Regions from separate parts of the Canis lupus genome. Here region 1 is linked to region 2. Evidence: chromatin contacts called from public Hi-C data. All regions are on one chromosome and are shown on one strand. Each heading gives the region's core, a stretch centred on a gene start, on an enhancer-like site or on the middle of the called end of the contact. The rest is flanking DNA. Distances are from core to core; before and after follow the strand shown. Region 1 overlaps TPM1 (tropomyosin alpha-1 chain). Region 2 has its middle 25 kb from the start of MIR190A.

Region 1 (6,988 bases), core at 1,817-4,316, 200 kb before region 2:
ATGGTGCTAGGTGAGTCACACCAGGAAGAGCTGCCTGCGTGGTGACAATATGAGAGGCTCTTTCCACAAGTGACAAGAGGCCCAACTGCCTTTTCTCCAGGCCAAACATCTTTTGTCCTGGTCGGGATGCTGCAAAGGTGGGGGGCAGGGATCCTGGGGGAAACTTTGGTCTTTCTCAATGCTATGGATTGGCTTTATGATAAAGCCTGGGATCCCCTAGCAGGATCAAATCAGAACTATTTTCTGGAGACAAGGGAACTCTGTTTCTCAAAACCACCCATTTCCACCAATACAGCAGTGTTTCACAAAAGAACCCAAGGCTCATAAGCATGGTTCCCCAGCCCCCACCAAGGCCACTGCTGGCAAGTCATGAGGCTTTGGGTCCCAAGATCTGACCTCTTCATACTTGCGGTCGGCATCTTCAGCAATGTGCTTGGCCTCTTTCAGTTGGATCTCCTGAATTTCCATTTTCTCCTCATCCTTTTGGGCTCGGCTTTCAATGACTTTCATGCCTCTGAAAAGTAGACAAGCAGGAAGATCCAAGGTTTAGAGGAGATCTCCATAGGCCCACACTGCACTGGTCTGTGAGGCTTGGTGTAACGGGTAGACCAAAATAGAGCACAGAGCTGCTCTTATTTTCCAAACCATGAAGTAAGAGTTTCCAGAGCTTAAGACAGAAAAAGACATACACATCTCTGTTTTTTGTGAATGAAACCTCACACTTTCTTTTTTTATTTTTTTTATTTTTATTTATTTATTTATTTTTTTAAATTTATGATAGTCACAGAGAGAGAGAGAGAGAGAGAGAGAGGCAGAGACACAGGCAGAGGGAGAAGCAGGCTCCATGCACCGGGAGCCCGATGTGGGATTCGACCCCGGGTCTCCAGGATCACGCCCTGGGCCAAAGGCAGGCGCTAAACCGCTCACCACCCGAAACCTCACACTTTCAATACTGGTGAAAACTGTCCAGGGATCTAATGTTAAATGAAAGGTGCAACGTCAGGATCCCGTTTGAAACTGGGAGGCACGGAAACAGGAAAAGCCAACATGTTTTACTTGCTATATAAATCATGGGATTTCTTCTTTTTCCTGGTGAGAAGCTTCAGCTTGAAAGTTTTAACAAAAACAAATTTTGTCTTCATGTACTTCTTATTAAGAAGGTAGCTGTTCTTACCCCATTAGCTACAAATGTGACTGAACCATAGGAAACTGCTGATACTTGACTGCATCAGATCTGTAAAAATGGCAATTTCCTATGGGTCAACCGATACTTTAGATAAGAAACTATGAATTCTGCCTTTAATAGAATTCTTTCACCATAGAGGTGTTGAGACACACGGATACCGTTGTCTATGCTGAACATGTATGTTTGGTGTTAAGTTTTGGAAAACGTGAATTGTTCCGTGATATGTTCAGTTTATGGCATATGTTTTTTTTTGTTTTTGTTTTTTTTTTTTTTTAGAAGATTTTATTTATTCATGGGGGGAGGGGGCAGAGACACACGCAGAGGGAGAAGCAGGCTCCATGCAGGGAGCCTGTCATGGGACTTGATCCCGGGTCTCCAGGATCAGGCCCTGGGCTGAAGGCGGCGCTAAACCGCTGAGCCACCTGGGCTGCCCAAGGCATAAGTCATGTTAAAACGGGATTCATTTAATAAAATCTGAGCAGGCAGTTCAGATAAATAAACCAGTAGTTTTGGATGAAGTACTATGGTATATATTAGGAAACCAAGATTCACGTCTTGGCTTAGCCATAAATTCGTTGTGAGACTTTGGATGGGTCGCATTAACCGATGAGTCCTCCGTTTTCTCATTTGTAAAACGAAGGGATGGGGTAAGTCATCTCTAAATTCCTTTTTCCTACAAACTCTAACATTGCCAGACTGTCTTTTAGGCTCACTAACAAGTATATTTCAGGAAGGATCAGCCACAAAACCACTGGTATGTGTGCACTGTAAGAGATGATGAGTCATCTTAAGGAATTCCAACACTCTCCATTAGAGAAGAAACAATAAGCAACAGTGAATAATGAACTGGAAACTTCAACTTAAAAGCTTCTTTAATCTTCAAGTCTGAAATTACTCTCTATCCCTGGTGGCAGGGAGCAGAAACTCACTTCTATCTAAGAGGGAGAAATGGAAAGAATGGCTGATGGCATTCACCTGCCCAGGTCATAGCACGGATACACTCTCCCCGGGTTCTGAACCACCACACCACTCTCTCATCCTTCTAGCAGAACTCTCTAGTCTCAATGAGTCATGCTTGGAATGCTTCTATGTAATAGGAATATATGAACTTGAATGGTTGAGCATAAGAAAGAGTATCTTCTAGGATACGTGGAGTTGTGCGTCTATATGGCCATGGTTTTCCTTTACTACCACAAAGCTGAATCTTGGAGTAGTAAGTCAGGAAGAGCCAGGTTACAGGGAGCGGGCTCAGAATACACAGGTTTCTTCTGTATTTACATGTGCATGAGTGTCTTATCAGCAGTACTAAGTCCAAAACAATTTACTGTCACAGATCATATTACTGTTTTATCTGTGCTTCCTCTTCCACTTATTTTTAGGGTTATTTAACAATTGAGAGTCCCTGGTTCATTTATCAAGGCCCAGTCTCTGCTGTGTATTTTAAAATAAAGTTTATCTTTTAAAAAATGCCTAATTGCTCTGTGGTCAGCAGGAGCTGAATGAACCAAGAGGCATCCCTAGAATGTCTGGTTTAAATGTCCATCTCCTTTGCTGGACAGGGAGCTGCATGAGGGCAGGAATAGGATCTTTTTCTTCTTTGTAACCTCGGGGTTTAAAAATAGCACTTGGCACACAGGTATCCCACTAATGTTAAACAAACAAACCCAGTAAAGTTATATCTGGGATTGAACGAGGAAATGATCCCCCCAAGGGACTGTAAAACTCCTAAGCCCCAGATCAGAGAAGCCTCCCTGTCGCACCCAGAAGGGAGGCCTGTGCAGAAAGATGGGCTGGGAGAGGCACCCTCACCTCTCGCTCTCGTCCGCTGCCTTCTCAGCCTCCTCCAGCTTCTGCAAAGCTGTTGCCAGTCGCTCCTGGGCACGATCCAACTCTTCCTCAACCAGCTGGATGCGTCTGTTCAGAGAAGCTACATCGGCTTCAGCCTAGGCAGAGAGAATGAAAGGCATTTCAGGCTGGGAGAGAAAAGTGAGGGGAGTGCCTTCAGGAAGTGGTGGAGCCTGAAACACAGATTTCAGACAGGAAGCCTGGCCCCGTGGGGACCTACCTCCAAGGGCACCACCTGCCCTGGTCAACTCTGGAGTTCTGTGAGGCTATGATGATTTGATACAATGAACTGGTGTGTTTACAAGTCTGCACATACAGTTTTCAGTGGCCAGAGGGACTGTGAACGAGCGCACTCTCTCACTGGGTTCTTTTCTTCTTTGGAACTTCCACACTGACCCTGACTGCCACTGCGGCCACCTCACTCACAGAGGGGTGACGGGGTGGGGGCCGAACAGAGGCAGCACTTACCCGGGCTCGGCCACACAAGATAAGAGCATGACAGCCAGAAACCAGACTCAGGAGTCTGCCTTCCCCCTTCTCCTGGCCATTGGCTCAAAGGAGTCTTATAAAGGAACTAAAATAATTAAAATCAGCCATTCTTCTTCTTTTTTTTAAATATTTATTTATTTCTACTCAATGTGGGGCTTGAACTCATGACCCCAAGATCAAGAGTCATGTACATACTCTACCAACCGAGCCAGTCAGGCGCCCCTCCCCCCCTTTTAAAGATTGTATTTATTTATTCATGAGATACACACACACACAGAGACAGAGGCAGAGACACAGGCAGAGGGAGAAGCAGGCTCCATGCAGGGAGCCCGACGTGGGACTCGATCCCGGGTCTCCAGGATCACACCCTGGGCTGAAGGCGGCACTAAACTCTAAGCCACCCGGGCTGCCCAAATTCAGCCATTGTAAACTATACACCCTACAGATACAAGGAAATCTAGTAACCCCCCCCTCCTCCACCCTCTTTTCAGCAACCGGTGTAGAAGAACTCGGCCACCCTAGAACAGGGCCAAGACAAATTTCCCAAGTGTTTTTGAGATAAGCTTACTGGCATTTCTTACAAGGTTGCTACTAGAAAAGTTTCAAACTCCTTAAGGAGGAAAGCAGTACAGAGACTATTTTTATTGATATCTGTATCCAAATTAAGATGTTTCTTTTTTGGGGATGCAATGATTGCTTACTATTATAAACACTTGCTATTATGAGCTTCAGAACACTTGTAGGACTGTGATGGCCCACTGCAGACACTTGCATTGGTGTCTGTTTAAATACTATGTGTGGAAGTCAAAGCTAGGACTTACTAATCAGGTTCCATTTCCTCAACCACATCCACTTTGAATATGTGGGTATCATGGAGTGATCAAGTTTTCAGGACACTTGAGAGATTTCTAAAAACTAAGATACATACTTAAGCACCCATGCTAGTTCTATCTATATTCCCATCTTCTTTACTCAACAGGAAGCTTCTTACATGTAGGGAGTCACAGTTCTCTGCACACAATATGGGCTCAGTAAATGTCTACTGAATAAAACAAGTAAAACCAACCTAATTTAAACAAAAGAAACTTTCTTAGCTCAGGGACCCATGATATACAAAGTTTGAAAGACCCATACATAGTTAGAGTCTGTGATTACGGCCTTGAATGAAATTAATACGAGAACATTCAACCATTTGCCCATCAGGATTTGTAAAATTTTTTAAATGCCAAGTTTTGTCTAGGGAAGAGGTGATTAGGGCACCTCCAACTGGGGTGAAGGACTTTACAAAAAAAAAATTCAAATATACTTTTATCTTGTCAAAAATTAACTATGTAATAATAACTGGCTGACGAGACAGGGCATGAGGAAGAGGGAAATGGATCCGAGGACGACAGTTTACAACCACACTGGCCTACACGGTAAATCCTTCCCAGTGCACAGCTAGTAATGGGTTCTGCTAAATCTAATGGGCAGGTGAGTATGGGTTTTTTCTAGAGGAGGGGGGAGGGTAATAGGGACGATAAATTTCTTATGTAGAAGCAACTGTCTTCTCAACCTTATTTTTTCAAAATTGGAAGGAAGTATACATTAAAAGGGTCAACTTTTGGGTCAGATCTGCTTTGGTCACTGTTCTGTATTTTCCATTTCTAGTAAGATTCTATGTCCTTTATGAATGAGGGTAGAGGGAGATAAGCAAGTCTGAAAGTTGAAAACAAAACGAAGAGCAAAACCAAAAATACTGTAGTATAATGTCTATGTCATGTACTCAAAAGTATTAGTCTCCTCCCCTTCTTTCATAATTATTATTTTAAATATGAAGGCAAGTATCCTTGTTACAAGTGCTGTGGCCAGAGAAATGTCAACAAGATTTTCTCTATAATGTTTTCTTGTAGCCACCACATTTTAAATTTCTGCTTTCTGTTTCATCTGGGCCCCAACCTTGAGGACTTTGTACTCACAGGAAGAAGCCTGTTTATGCTCTAGGGAAACGACCTTCAGAGTGACAGGGCAACCTAGGTCCCTGGCTTCTCACCCAGCTGGGGCACCAGAGGGGAAAGACCAATGCTTGTTCTTGCCACTCTACACAAGATTCCTTGACCTGAAAGGTTCTCCTCATCAGTCTCTATCTTCCCTCTTATTGCCTCTAACTCTAACCATTCTTCCTTTAGTCCTGGACCCTGTTTTATAAATGTCACTCACTGTTTCCCTGGGAGCATGTTGCAGAACCTTAGACTTCCCGACATTATGGGTTGGGTCCTGCAGGAATACCGCCCAAGAGGGCCTCATCCAGGGCACCCAAGGAACAGCTGGGAATGGAGGTCCATTCTAGGAGCCAGGACTAGAGAGATCACACCTGTGGGTGGTTCACAAAATGGGGTCTCAATTGTTTTAAAGGTCCCTAGGCATCATTCAGCAGTTCCCACAACTGGCTGAGTACCAGAATCCACTAGGAGGTGCACGTTAACAATGCAAACTTTCAGGCCCCATCCCCGGAGATTCTGACTCAGGAGGTCAGAGGGGAGGGCAGGCATCTGCAATATAAGCAACCTGTTCCATTCCTGCACCTTCCCTGCCCCACCATCCACAGCAGCTGGCAAATCTTTTGGGAACTACTCTCTGAGCTCTCTGTTCAAAAGAATTTTTGATAGAGGATTTTGATAGAGGATTTTTGATAGAGGGCTGACTATGCTCAGGCCGTACAGCCATCAGTGGGAGAACAAGACTAGAACCCCAGTTGCCTGGGTCCTTACGTGTGGGCTCTGTTACTTCTCCTGGCCTCCAGGAATCTCATGACAGCGCTGGATTGGTGGTTCTTACCCCGGGTGCCTTCTGTCTTCCTAAATCAGAATGGGAGATCCTCTACAGCCTCCACTAACACAACTACCCACACAAAAGCAAGGCTTCCGCAACAGAGGATAGCCAGTACTAGTGAAGTTACTATATTGAACGCCATCCTCTTAAACAAGTCCTCTCAGTCCTTTCAGAAATAACTTCATCACGCAGCACTCATGGGTGAGTGACGCCTCCTATAGGGACACAGGGCATTTGCTCTCAAGCCAGGAAATCAATGCCTGCTGCTCCTGGGGTTTCCCAGGACAGGCTAAGGTGCTTATAGGCTACAGCTGGGACCTGAGAGCAGTGTCTCGGGGGTACATCTGTCCCCATGAAAGCCTTCTCTGGGAAAAATCTGGACTCTTACCAGCTTCTCAAGCCCTACCATATTGGTATGGTTGCAATGTTGTTTGGGTCCCTAGAATTCAAATGAAGTTTAATTCCACAAATAAATTAAGGGTACTTCTCTCAATTTTTGTGTGTGTATGTATTTGGGATTATGCCCTTTGTTCAGAAGGCCCCTACGTGGGGCGCCTGGGTGGCTGAGCGGTAGAGCATCTGCCTTTGGCTCAGGGCATGATCTCGGTCCATGAAGTTCTGCATCAGGCTCCCTGCAAGAAGCCAGCTCCTCCCTCT
Region 2 (6,824 bases), core at 342-2,841:
ATATAATGATTTTTTAAAAATCCAGTCTTTTCAGGAACAAATTGGGGATATAGCAGAGAATTAGTGACAAGCTGGATGTCTCTAGCTCAGAATTGCCGCAAATCTGAATCTCCGTGGTGGGAGGAGGAATTTATTTCTTAATAAGAGTGAATCATCAGCCTTTGAGAGTAAAAACAAAAAAAATCCCCTTGGAATTTTTAGCCTAAATGTTCCATGGTTCTGGTCACTTTTTTTTTTTACTTTTTAAAGATTGTCTTTATTTATTCATGAGAGACACAGAGAGAGGCAGAGACACAGGCGGAGGCAGAAGTGGGCTCCCCGTGGGGAACCCCATGTGGGCCTCGATCCCAGGACCCCAGGATCGTGACCTGAGTCGAAGGTGGATGTTCAACGGCTGAGCCCCCCGGGCGCCCCACATGGTTCTGATCTTATGGCCACAGGAAAATACCATAAAGGGAGTGTTGGTAGGAGCACAGGAGGGTAACAGCGGGAGAAACCAGCCTCGTCGGAGGCTACGGCACTTCTCTCTCTATTAAAACTGCTGCTGAAGCCTGTGGCCTGGGCCAGCGGGACCTCCAGGGCCTCGGGCTCCGGCTCCGTGAAAGGGGCAGGCGCTAGGGCACACGGCAGACGACGGGCCCGCATCAGGCCTTGCTCCGAAATGCCAGGTTCCTTTCCTGTGACAGTCACAGCAGACCGGCCACCATGCAGGTTCCCTTTCCTGGGCTCCCGGAGAAACCCTTGTTACTGGTTTTTTGTTTTGTTTTTTTTAATTTTTATTTATTTATGATAGTCACAGAGAGAGAGAGAGAGAGAGAGAGAGAGGCAGAGACACAGGCAGAGGGAGAAGCAGGCTCCATGCACTGGGAGCCCGATGTGGGATTCGATCCTGGGTCTCCAGGATCGCGCCCTGGGCCAAAGGCAGGCGCTAAACCGCTGCGCCACCCAGGGTTCCCTTGTTACTGGTTTTGATGTGGAGCAGTCTTCCGAGCTGGGGCCTCGGGCACGAGTTCGCCCTTAGCGGACTGGGGAGTTGGCTTTGCGTTGAAGGGCGCCAGGCTCCCTGGGCGCCAGGACACGGGCAGGTTCTCAGACCCCCAGGACTGGGACGCTGCTCTGGGAGCTGCTCTGGGGGCTGCTCAGCCTTGGCTGCAGGTCAGACCCACAGACAAGGCCTTCAACAAATATGGGTCCTTGGGACCCATGTGGACACACTGAATACAAGTCCTCGGAGTGTTGTCACATGGCCCTGCCCGAAGCCAGGCCACTGTCATGGAAGTTCTGTGGTCATGGAGCGTGGATGGCTCTCCTGGCTCGTGCCCGGGCCCCCCTGGCTACCTTAGGGTTCAAGCAATAGCTGTGCCTTATGCTGCGTGCCTTTCACGTACCAGGGCCTCTTCATTTTGTTTCAGCCTCAAGGACACTCTTTTGTGCTCGTGAAGGGAGTTGAGGAGCAGCAGGTAATTTTGTGAAAGAATTTCATCACCGAGGACACTGAGGCTCAGAGGGGCGAGGCTGCTTGTCCCAACTCGCACAGCTGGAAAATGAAGAGAGTAGGATTCAGGGGCAGTTCTCGCCACTCCAAAGCCACTAACATCTGGGTTGGCAATCCCTGGCCCGTGGGCCAGATTCAGGCCGCTGCTTATTTTAGTACAGCCGGGAAACCAAGAATAGCTTCTACATCTTAAAAAGGTTATAAAAAAGGGAGAAAAAAAAAAGGTTGTGAAAAACAAAAATAAAAATGAAAACAAAGAATATACAACAACAGAGGCTGTTGTGGCCTGCCAAGCCTACAATATCTACCATCTGGGGGGAGAGTTTGCCAAGCCCTGGTTAAGACTGTGACATATGTCTGCTTCTGAGCTCACTCTGGAACGGTCGGTGAAGTGATTCAGGATCATTGGGTCTCTCTCCAAAGCCTCATTGTCAAAAGCGCCCTTGCAGCAGCTCTGACTCCTTAACGTGACTCAGGTCTCCAGAGCCTTCCGCAATACTGGTTTTGCTGGCTCAGTCTGCAGGTGCCACATGCTCATTGGGTGCACCTGTGTTTGCCGGCGCATCACGGAGGGCTAGGCCCTTGGCAATGTATCCTGCCACATTAGAGGTTCTCCATCAGGGACCTCCAGTGGTGGCCAGTGGCTCCCTTTAAATCAGAGGCCGGAACAATAACTGACCCAGTCATGCTATAGTCACTCTTATGTGATCCTCCCCAAAATTCTGTGAGGTTGAAGAGAGAGTATCGTTATCCTAATTTAAAAAAAAAAAATCTTTACAGATGATGATGAAACTATGGCTCAGGGTATAGAGGTTTGCACAGGCACGCAGAATGGTGGGGCACCCCTTGAACCCAGGGGTCTCCTAATCCTAAATACCGTGCTTTACAACATCATGTTACAACAGCTCTGGGTGGTCATCATCTCACTGCCCTGTGTTTAGACGAAGTATCCAAAACTTGGAGTTGGGCAAAAGAATGACTGGGGGATAATCTAACAGAGCCATTTGGAGCTTATCTCCTTCTCTGGTGATATATTCCTTTATTTTGACCTATTTACTAGCATTTGGGCCATTTTATTATGTGAGATTGTAGGAGACCAATAGTCATGCACGTGATTCTTGTCTTAGGTGCCATGATTTTGTCTGGCGCAATAGATTATAACCCAGAGGCCAGCTTTTGATTGCCTTTCAGGTAATCAATCTCGTAGGCAGTTTGGCAATCTTATTCCAGCATTCTTTCAGGGATGCTTCGTGGTTTTCTATAACTTTTGAATGAATTTTGCCATTCTACTGATCCCTTCATTAATAAGTGAAATAAATCTTTGACTCACATTGGCCACATGTTTATAGGAGTCACGTTTTTGACTTTGTTGCAAATCATATTAGGACACTCTCATCACGGTTACAAATGGGACTTCCAAGATCAAACCCACAGCTGCAGAAATCTCCCTGGGAGTCTGAAGAATTTTGAGTGTGTCTAGTGGGAGGTAGTCCATGGTGGTGGAAAAACTGGAAAAGCTTTGAACGACACATCGAGATTTGGCTCTTGGCTCTACCATGTAAAGCCTGTGGACAAATTGTATGATTCTCTCCCTCTCATTTTTGTTATCCATAAAATATATCCATGTTTTTTATCCATATTTTTTATCCATATATATATATTTTTAATGAAAAAGGAGTCATGAATAACAATAGAGCACAGTGTTTGACGATACATTTCTGAGCCAGGCAACCTGGGTTCACTTGGATGTGCTCTTCTTTAGCTGTGTGAGCTTGGAGAAAGGGAAATTGAGGCACAAAAAAGACAAATACTATCTATAAAATGGGGTATCTATCTTGTAGGTTTGTAGTGAGGACTAAATGAGGCAACACAAAGTTCTTACAACTGTGACCGGCACATTGTAAGTACTTGGTGAGTGTTAGGTCTGACGAAGGAAAGGATTATGCTTATAAAGTACCTAGAAGAGCTCTTCGTATATAATTAATACTCAAAAATGTTGCTAGCTGTCAAACATCAGGGACGTCCGCTATCCAGACCCAGTTGGAGTCGTGGCGGAAGGTGGCCTGCCCATTCACTGATGAAAATAAAGACATTCCATGAAGTCAAGAAATGTGCCCAAGGTTGCCCAGCCAGAACTCGAACCTGGTCTCATGACTCCCAGCCCAGCTTTGGTCCCCTGTACAAAGCTAAGGAGCCAGACACTGAAGGTGAAGGACACTGCTCTGTGTCCTGCAATGGCTCAGCCTCCTGCCTGCGCCGTCCTCCCCTGTAGCTGCTGGTTATTCTCCTCCCGAGGGAAAGGTCTTCCCCTGCTGCCACCCCTACTTCTGTTTTACTTTGTCTTCTATGGGGGCGCCTGGGGGGTGGGGGAGGGCGGGGGAGAGTTAGGGGGTGGAGGGAAGCAGGTTAAGGATGCAGTCCTAGAAGCAGACGGAGAGGGAGGACTGTCCCGCTGCTTCCCCCTACCTCCAGCTCCCTGGGTCCTCCATGCTAATGCTTCCAGACAAAATAGTGAAGGATTTCCTTGCCAAGTGATGAACAGAAAAAACAGACCTACACCAAACTGCATACCCTGCATACCAGACATTCCTCAGATGGTTTGCTTTGTAGGTGATTGGCCAGACTCCGGAGCTTACCAAGGACAGATGTCTATCTGAGAGCACAGGGATGGAGACTGGGGGTGTAGGAAGTGCGAGAGAGGGACCTGGGGGCAGGGGTGGGGTGGGGGGAGGCCTGTGTTCCAGTTGCTTCTCTCAGAGTCTGGAGACAGGACTCGGACCTCTGCAACAAATTTGTCTGTTACCATTTCCACCCCCATCCAGCAAGCCAGAAACCCAAATCCAGGCATTGCGGACATCATACTCTGGAGGGGGGGTAAGAGTCATCCAAAAACTTACCGAAGACCTACTATGAGCCTGGCACCCTGTTAGGCCCACAAGGCTCAAGGGAGCACTTGAATTAATTCCTGAAAGGGGGTTTCTTTCATGTAGATGTGAGGGAAAGGGGAAGCAAGATTTTGCCGGGCGCCTAATGTGTGGCCAGATGCTTGTGGGCCTTTTTGGATACGACTGCGGCCTGGGACCAGTGACAGTGCGTTGGCAGCAAAGTCCAACTCTGCTGGTTTAGATGCGGCAGGATTGCACTGGGTAGGGACTGGGAATTCTGGAAGAATTAGGGTTAGACAAGCCGACCCACAGTGTCACCAAAGACGCGGATTCTTCTGGCTCTGTCCATGCTTGGGATGGGCTCCATCCTGAGGCTGGCTCTGCTGTGGTCAGAAGCAGCTTCTTTCTTCACAACTGATGTGGCAGGGGGAGGCTGACGCCTTCAGCAGACATTTCCTCCCAGCTTCTTGGCCAGACCAGGTTCTACGCCAATTGCCAATCAGGGGAATGGTGTCCTTAGACCAGCTGGGCCCAACCTTGACTAGGTTCCTACACCCAGCAGTTCCTACACCCCCTCAACTGCCCCCAGATGCTGCCGCAGCTCCATAGAGGAATGGGGTGTGCAGTGTAATGTCCACTGTCCATCTCCACGGGCTTGGAGGGGAAAGGACTTGCTCACAACCAGGTCTATCTGAAGTCCAGAGTGGATGCTCTTTTCACTTCACCGTGCTGCCTTCTGAGGCAAGACAAGGGAAGGAAAGGTTGGGAGTTGGATTTCAGGTGCCCCTTTGAGGTGATGGAGCTGCCGGAGGAAACTCTGGTTTATTTAAGGACCTGCCTCTCATGTCCCCCAGCCTTTCCCTTTTCTTCCAGATGGCCTCTGCATTCCACTGGGATTTGGGCCCCGGGCCTCATTTTGTAGGGATCAGCTCACAGCATCTGAGGTCCTTTCAGTGTTTCATTAACAACCCCCTTCTGGCCGGAGCACATCTTCTGGATTTTGCTGAACAATGGCGAGTGTTACCAGGAGGTTTCAGGATATTTGGGATCAAGTTGTTTCCGTGTTGCTCGGTGAGGAAGGGAATCCTAGGAAAGCGATTTGCAGAGACGCTGAGTGAGCACTAGTGTTGCCCTGTGGCATGGCGGGGCCATGGGAAGCGGTGGGGAAGGAGGGGGGCTGCTGGGGGCTGTAGGAACTGTTTGGGAACAAATCCCCCTCTTTTTTTTTTTTTTTTTTTTGATCCTATTTGAGTTCAAATCAGCCAGAGTCCAAAAGAGCTGATCCCCAGGTCATAAACGCTGGTGCCAACTACATGGTCTCAAGTTTACGCCCGGCGCATCAGTCTTTATGACATATCTCATATGTCCACAGCTGGGGCAGATCCATGTGACAAGATGTGATCCCTGTGACCTAGATGAGGCTTCTGCACAAATGTTCCCTGGTAACAGTACCCAGGGTGTGCTATGCGAGCGATGGGGGTTAGGGAGGTGGTCATCCCAATGGGACTTCAGAGCAGGGCTCCCCCAGCCTCCCTGCTTGGAACCCATGTCCTCACGGTATCGTGGAACACAGAAAGGGCTTCGTTTAGGGCCAGAAAAATTCTGGCAACATCACATATCATAGGGTCCTTCGGAGAGGACCTTACCGGCCCTCAGGACACCTCCTAGACACTGCTTAAGGCACTCTCGGTGCTTAGATGTCTTTGCCTGGGAAAGGCCCCTTTTCCTGCGCAGGGAGAAGGCGGCCCTATTAGTGTCCCATGGAGCCACACTGCCCCCTGCGGCCAAAACCGGCCAGGACGCCTACCAAGCCAGGGCCGAGGGTGTGCAAAGGGCCTGCCTCCCTGGAACCCCTGGAACGGTCAGTGGCCCCGGAGGCCCCGCCTCGACTTACCCCCGGTGTCAGCCGTCCTCGAGGCCCCCTGCCCACCCCTCTCCCTTCCTGCGTGCTTAGGCCGACGGCTTCCCACCCGCCCCCTCGGCCCCAGGGGCCCTGCCCTCTCAGGCCCGCGCCCCCCAGGCCTCCCTAGCCCCGGGGCCTGCACCCCGTCCAGGACACTGCCCACCTTGCGAGGCCGGAGCCCTCCGCCTCTTCCTGCTGCCCCGCACGCCCTGCACTAGTGGGGTGCCCGGAACCCACAGGGGAGCCTGCTGCCCCGGCTGCCCCGAGGCCCGCCGCTCGCCCTCCCCGGAGCACAGAGACCGCCTTGGACGTGCGCTTCTGGGCTAAAGGGGATCAGACCCCAGAGCCCAGAGAGGCCCGCGGGGGAGTCCCTCTCCACACTGGGGGGTTAGACTGCGGGGCTGGGGGTTCAGGGAAAAGGACCCCGACCAGGAGTTTGGAGGCACCAGGTGGAAACAAGGCCAAGGCGGGTTCTCGGGAACCTGGCGGTGGAGGAGGCGCCCTGGGGCGCTTGGTCGGTGGCCGGGGCTGCCCCGTCGCA

Evidence for each region. Hi-C and Micro-C count contacts between places; a contact is called where the count stands out from the background.
Region 1: a contact with region 2 is called in a Hi-C map of skin fibroblasts, with 2.2 times the contacts expected there. The contact joins two enhancer-like sites. A contact is called at or near these places in 2 of 9 Hi-C or Micro-C datasets (amygdala and skin fibroblasts).

What each region holds. Positions count from the first base shown.
Region 1 is chr30:28,061,824-28,068,811 of UU_Cfam_GSD_1.0, reverse strand. TPM1 (tropomyosin alpha-1 chain) reads right to left here. Exons shown (of 9, transcript XM_038580615.1): 3 at 2,996-3,129; 4 at 397-514. Among named protein-coding and RNA genes, the nearest start is that of TPM1, 14 kb to the right of the region's middle. Within about 2 kb of position 3,066, at least 7 of the 20 cell types and tissues checked have an H3K27ac peak or open chromatin away from gene starts, as enhancers often do.
Region 2 is chr30:27,864,993-27,871,816 of UU_Cfam_GSD_1.0, reverse strand. No RefSeq gene overlaps it. Among named protein-coding and RNA genes, the nearest start is that of MIR190A, 25 kb to the right of the region's middle. Within about 2 kb of position 1,591, at least 2 of the 20 cell types and tissues checked have an H3K27ac peak or open chromatin away from gene starts, as enhancers often do.